2 separate regions of the Zea mays genome follow, and region 2 is linked to region 1. A link is a contact called in public Hi-C data. All regions are on one chromosome and are shown on one strand. The core of a region is the stretch at or near the end of the contact, and the rest is flanking DNA. Distances in the headings are between cores, read along the strand shown. Region 1 holds the start of LOC100281824. Region 2 holds the start of LOC103652907 (receptor protein kinase TMK1).

Region 1 (3,209 bases), core at 399-2,898:
TCTCGAATGAGGTGATAGCAGCACATTGCACAATTGGAGTTTTGGTGCAACCTTGTCTCCTTTGCTTGTGTTGTAGCACCATTATTGTCACAATAGAGGTCTATCGAACTAGAGCAACTAGGGATCACAGTCACCCAACTCAGAAACAAACTTTCTAATCCATATAACGTTCTTTGCATCTTCTGAAGCTACAAAGTACTCAACTCCTATTGTTGAATTAGTTTCTATCTCTAGCTTGGAAATTTTCCATCTCACTTCCTTGCCATTGAGGAAGATGACATATTCTTGATTGTGGTTGGCTATCTGAAGGACTCGTGGGGCTGTCTGAGGAAGATGCAAAACCGAACCAAAGGAATTCCGATTGAGATGAAAATTTACACACCTGTACAGATATGTTTCTTAAGTTTTCACAAATTTTGAGCTCAATCAAATTGTGAATCAACCATAGATATGAAAATACGAACGTAATTGAGGTTTTGTTAGGGTTTAAAAAAAATAAAACGAGATCGGCTAAAATCACAACCACAAACGTGACAATGAGTGGGGCACACGAGGTTGGTAGGGTGGCGGGGGGTCAAGATCTAAAGTTCAGATGAACATTAAACAGGAATACTATAGCGTGCCTGAATTATAATTTTAACTCAACTGTAAGCGCCCATTTTTTTATATTACTCCGTATATATATGTTACAATAAGTTGTTCATGTAGGTCTATTAAAACTTCAACAAAATTTTGGACCATATTTGGTCAGGGTCTAATGATAAATCTGATCTAATTATGTCCGTGGCATATATGAATAGTACAGGCGCGGCCGCTCCTCACCGAGGCTGTGTCGGTCGTAGTTCTGCGCCTGGGGCGCCTGCGCCTGGCGAGAGGCCTGGGGCGCTGCCCACCACCGCGGCGCGCACGTCAGCGAGACGCCGGCTGCGGCCGGCGGGGAAGTGTTTTGCCAGTGGAGGTGAGCAATCGACGGCGGGCTCCTACGCTGTAGTATGGACGGCGCCGGCGTCCTAGTCGGGAACAGGAACGCCCGGATCTTGAGCGACTGGAGGCGGTCCTTGCTAGCCTCGTCGTACTCCTCGAGCAGCTTGGCGAGGTCGTCGTCGCAGGTGACGGAGATGAGCGCGTCCAGGTCCTCCGTCGGTAGCTGACACCGCAGGTGCGCTTCCCAGCCGCCGCACAATTCCCTCAGCTTCCGCTGCAACACTGCCGACAGAAATAAACGGCAACTGAAGTCAGAGAAATCAAAGGATTGTTCAGTGGACTCGTGTCGATTCGCCGGCACAAATATATGTACTACCGTAAAACCGGATGGGACGGTCGACGGAGAGGACCCGGTTGTCGCCGCCGACGTAGCGCAGCGTGCCGTCGGTGCGGCGGGGCAGGATCCTGCCGCCGTAGCTGCACAGGAACTTGACGCTTCCCTCGGCGTCGGCGACGGCGACGGCTGCGGCGCCCACAGAGTCCGGCTCGGTGACGCAGACGACGTCGTGGTCGGGCGACCCGAACGACGACGCGCAGGATGAAGACGACGACCACGACGAAGTTCCCGCCATGCTCTGGTAGCGATCTTAGTATGTAAGAGTAAGAGTAAGGTAAACTCAGTGGCCCGCTGGATAGCTGCCCAGCAGCTGCTCCTAGCCGCGTCTGAGCAACCTAACCTACCCGCCTCTTGCTTTTTATAGGGCTGGGGGACGTGTGGGAGAACCGGAGAAACAAGTAAATGGTTTGGACCTTTGATTTTAAACAGGTTGGTTATATTAAAAGAGTGAAATTGATCATCCACTTAATGTAAATAACTGAAATAAGGGCAGGCTCTGAACTCTTTGTACGTGCTACAAACATAAGACAATTAATTAACGTGTCTTCGTAGGCCTATCTCCACCGATCCCATATCTTATCACATATTTTAAACTATACTCTAAAATAGGATTAAATCATATCATCTATAGTTTTATGTCCTCCAGTCTAAAGGGTGCTTGAGTTTTATTATTCAATATGAATGCACAAGCAGGGCATATATCGATCCACGACGACTGATTTATATGTCCCACGCGCCACGACTAGAGATGGCCAAACGGGTCGCCCGACCCGGGTCCAGTGAAGCCCGGCCCGTTTTGAGCCTGGCCTGCCAAGCGCGGCTAGAAAATCGGGTCGGACCGTCTAAGTCCGCATGCTCGATTTTTTGTCAGAGCCCGACCCAGGGCGGGTCTAAACGGACAGAAAAGCGGGCACGTTTTAGTGCAGGGTTTAACGGGCTTAGAGGTAAACCAACCATGCCGGACTAGCCCACCATGCCTAATTTTCTGTCCGAACCCGGGCTGCTTATTCGTTCCGGGCTGACCTGGATCCACATAGAACCGGGCCCAAACAGCGGGCTTCGTGCCGGGCTCGCAGGCCTCATGCTTATTGGCTATATATAGCCACGCCTAACAGCTTCTAGGGAACACATGAATTTTATAACGATATAGAAAATCTATAGAAATTAGTTTAAAAACACAAGAAAATGCAGGATCTAGTAAAATTTTCTTTATTCTAAAATGGGCCTAAACATGTGGCTGATGGATGCACCTCTATTTTTTTGGTGGTCGTCCCATCCGTGGACGGTTCGTCAGGATCTTTAACAAATTACTGTACATATTTTACAGCTGAGGCAGCAGAAAGCCATGGAAGGTGGCTCTCAGCGCTTCTCCACCTCCACCTCCACCTCCACCTCCACCGTACCCAATCAGCGTCAAGAGCTAGCTAGATTCGTCATAGTGGGTCAATCGTCTCGAGCAATGGGATGCGCACCACGTCGCCAATCATGGTGTTCCTCAAATATTCCCAGACTTATCCAGCCCGGGCTGCATGCATCCCTTGCGAGAATTCACTTGGATTTCTCAAGACGTGTGAAGAAAAGAAACTCGCCGAGACACGAGACAACAACGTGGCGGGACTGGCGGCTAGCAACGCGGCGTGTCCCATCGGGAGCCACGCCAACCCGCTCGAGGTGAACCGCTCACACAGCAAAGCAATTCGCGAAAATGGACATAGGTGGTGTTTTGTTTCATTTTTTTTCCAGGTTTGATCAAAACCATCTACATCGACCGAGTTATTACGATAGTAAAAATTCATCACTTACTAGATCCTAAACTCTATATACTCATTTATATTCCTTCATAGATAATCATCATAAAACTTCCTGATTTCGGTGCGTTTCGAGATAC
Region 2 (3,209 bases), core at 357-2,856, 130 kb after region 1:
TTCCTATCAAATAGGGACCAAAATGGCACTTTCACTTCGAACGACGTTAGAGTGCAAATCAAAGTGCCAAATATATAGTAAAAGGTGTATGCAATATGTTCAAATGATCAAACCTCTCATACTTAACCTTTTTCATCATATTGCTTTTTGACCTGTTTGAGCCTGGGGTTGGACTCCAAAACTCCAAGTCAACATAACTTGATCTCATTAGTCATCTTTGAGCTCCAACACCCTCATGACCCTTTCCATGACTTAAATCATAAACCATATGAATTACCTCGTTGGCTTTAAGTCACATCGTTATGTTGTTGTCTTCAATGCACCATGTCTCTTCTTATCCTAATCAACCTCGACCTCTAGCAAGACCATATTCTTCACTTAGGCTTTAGGTACCTGAGTCCTCTTGACCTTCTCCATTTTCTTGGCCCCTCGAAGTCCTTGCCTTCTTCGTCAGTTTGATCAACTGTCTCCAAGACATGTATATTGATTTTCCACTTAATCAATGTCCATCCTCCATCTTCTTCACTTGTGATACCTATAATCCATATTCACCATAGCCTATATGGAATATCACATCTTCCACGTGTGTTGAACCTTACATGCTTTTCACTAGGAACCCGTTCAACACACACAACACACTTATCCGTCCTTAATTGTGTCGTTATCTAAAACACCAAAACCCAGAAGGGACCTTTCACCTGCAAGCAACACAAAGCAAGGGGCAAGAACCTGTCATCCTCTAGCTATCTCCATCTTCCTTTTGTTCTCGTCGCCTCATCTCCAATTCCTTCTGTAGTCTATTTATCTATATCTGTGCTCTAGATGATGAGACGACATACTGGCATCTGTAATTCCTTTGCTGAATAAATCTCTTTGCTTACTGTTGATATACATATATTGTTAATTCCGTCGTCAGACCATTGCTTGTTGTTCATACTTGTTTCACCATTGTATTTTTTTTATCACGGGCGTGCGTGCACTTCCACTAGCTAGTACAAGGCAAAAGACTAACATCCTTTATAAAAAACAGAAAAAATGTATAAAGTATATACTAGAAGAAGAAAAAATGTATTGAAAAGTGAATAAGAGCATCTCCAAAAGCTTCCCAGAAGTCTCCCCTAAATCTATTTTTTGGGGAAAAACACAAAAACATGTCTCCAACAGTTCCCCTAAAGCGTCCCCAACTTTTTCATAGCCCTTAAAACTCCCTCATTTGTAGCTACAAATGAGGGGTTTTTTGGGCTCCCCAGAAACAAACTGCTGCTTTAAGGGATCTGTTGGAGAAAGGATTAAAATTTACCCCCACTTATTATTTAGATGTCCCTTAAAACTGATTTTGAGGAGTCGTTTTATGGAGAGCTCTTGGAGATGCTCTAACAATTGTTTTGAGATAAAATTTAAATCGTGAAACGCCAATTATTTTTGCAACGGTGAGGGAGTATTATAACTTATTTGAGATGTTTCTCCGCGCGCAAAAAAAAAAGAGAGTGTCTTGTAGTACATGGACGTGTTCATGGAAAGGGACATGAGTGGCCCAACCCACGACGTCCCGCGACAGCCCACACTCGCGAGGACGTACGCGCCACGCCGCAGACAGCCGAAGCAGATGAACGAAATGAAACGAGATCCATCCAGGAGAGAGAAAATTCCCACACACACAAATGGCAACAGGAGAGAAAATCTATAGAGAGAGAAACAAGAGGGAGAGAGAGAGAGGGAACAGAAGCACCGCGCGGCCGGAGACGCCAAAAATACATCTTCCCGGTCCAGGCAAGAAATCAGAATTCTCCGCTGAACAATCCGTCGCATTTGCGCCCCCTTTACGGCGAATCCGACATGGGGAGGGCGGGATTTCTCTTCCTCCCCCTCCTGCTCCTCCTCGCCTTCGCCGGCCCCGGCCCCGCCTCCGCGGCGACGGCCATGACCCCGGACGCGGGCGTCATCTTGGACCTCGCCAAGTCGCTGACCAACCCGCCGCCGTCCTGGACCGGCACCGACGTCTGCGGCGGCGTCTCCTTCAGCGGCGTCACCTGCAACGGCGCCGCCCGCGTCACCGGCATCAACCTCGCCAAGCTGCATTTATCCGGCACCCTTTCCTCGTCCCTCGCCAATCTCACCGCGCTCCAATCGCTGCAGCTCCAAGGCAACGCGCTGGAGGGCGACCTGCCCTCCCTGGCCCAGATGGGCTCCCTCGAGACCCTCGTTCTCGACGGCAACGCCTTCTCCACCCTGCCGCCGGACTTCCTCGAGGGTCTCCCCTCGCTGCTCAAGCTCAGTATGGACGACCTCCCTCTCGAGCCATGGAGCATCCCCGACGCTATCGCGGGGTGCGCGATGCTTCAGACCTTCTCGGCCTCCAATGCCTCTGTCTCTGGCCCCTTCCCGGCGGTTCTTGCCAACCTGACGTCGCTACAGACGCTGCGGCTGTCGTACAATAACCTTACCGGGGTCCTGCCGGTGGGGTTAGAGGCGTTGGGCTCGCTGGAGACGCTGCAGCTCAACAGCCAGAGGTCGAACGGCATGCTGTCAGGGCCAATTGACGTTGTGGCGAAGTTGCCGAGCTTGAAGACACTGTGGCTTCAGTCCAACTCGTTCACCGGCCCGATCCCGGAGTTTGATCCCAACACGCAGCTGGAGACTTTCAATGTCAGAGACAACAGCCTCACCGGACCGGTGCCACCCTCTCTTGTAGGGATCACAAGCCTTCAGGATGTGGCGCTGTCCAATAACTTTCTTCAAGGGCCAAAACCAAAATTCGCAGCTAAGACTGTGGATATTGATTCTGGGAACGGGTTCTGTCACGAAGACCCTGGGCCATGCGATCCACTGGTGACCACTCTGCTTGGGGTGGCTTCAGGGTTTGGATACCCATTGCAGCTCAAGAAGTGGGCAGGCAACAACCCATGCGATCCATGGCCTGGTCTTTCCTGCATCAAAATGGATGTAACTCAAATCAAATTGCCTCGCCGGAACTTGTCAGGGCTTATTTCACCGGCTTTTGCGAACTTGACTAGACTTCAGCGGCTGGATCTGTCTAACAATCGACTTACTGGGGTAATACCAGATGCTTTGACGACACTGAAAAGTCTCAATTATCTTGATGTCTCAAATAATCGCCTTACTGGACAAGTGCCTGAGTTCAAGCAGCATATAAAGCTGATGACTGCAGGCAACTCGTTTGGGGAATCAGGTGGTGATAGTGGAGGGGG

What was found. Hi-C and Micro-C count contacts between places; a contact is called where the count stands out from the background.
Region 2: a Hi-C map of leaf shows a contact between it and region 1, with 7 times the contacts expected there. The contact joins the promoter of LOC103652907 here to the promoter of LOC100281824 in region 1. A contact is called at or near these places in 8 of 25 Hi-C or Micro-C datasets (bundle sheath, ear, leaf and 1 more) and 1 of 3 datasets of contacts at active chromatin or transcription factors (leaf).

What each region holds. Positions count from the first base shown.
Region 1 is chr4:18,843,959-18,847,167 of Zm-B73-REFERENCE-NAM-5.0, forward strand. It overlaps LOC100281824, which reads right to left and starts at 1,649. Exons shown (of 2, transcript NM_001368105.1): 1 at 1,301-1,649; 2 at 635-1,206. The coding sequence starts at 1,556. The coding sequence ends at 776.
Region 2 is chr4:18,974,191-18,977,399 of Zm-B73-REFERENCE-NAM-5.0, forward strand. LOC103652907 (receptor protein kinase TMK1) reads left to right here and starts at 1,607. Exons shown (of 2, transcript XM_008679900.3): 1 at 1,607-3,209. The coding sequence starts at 1,837.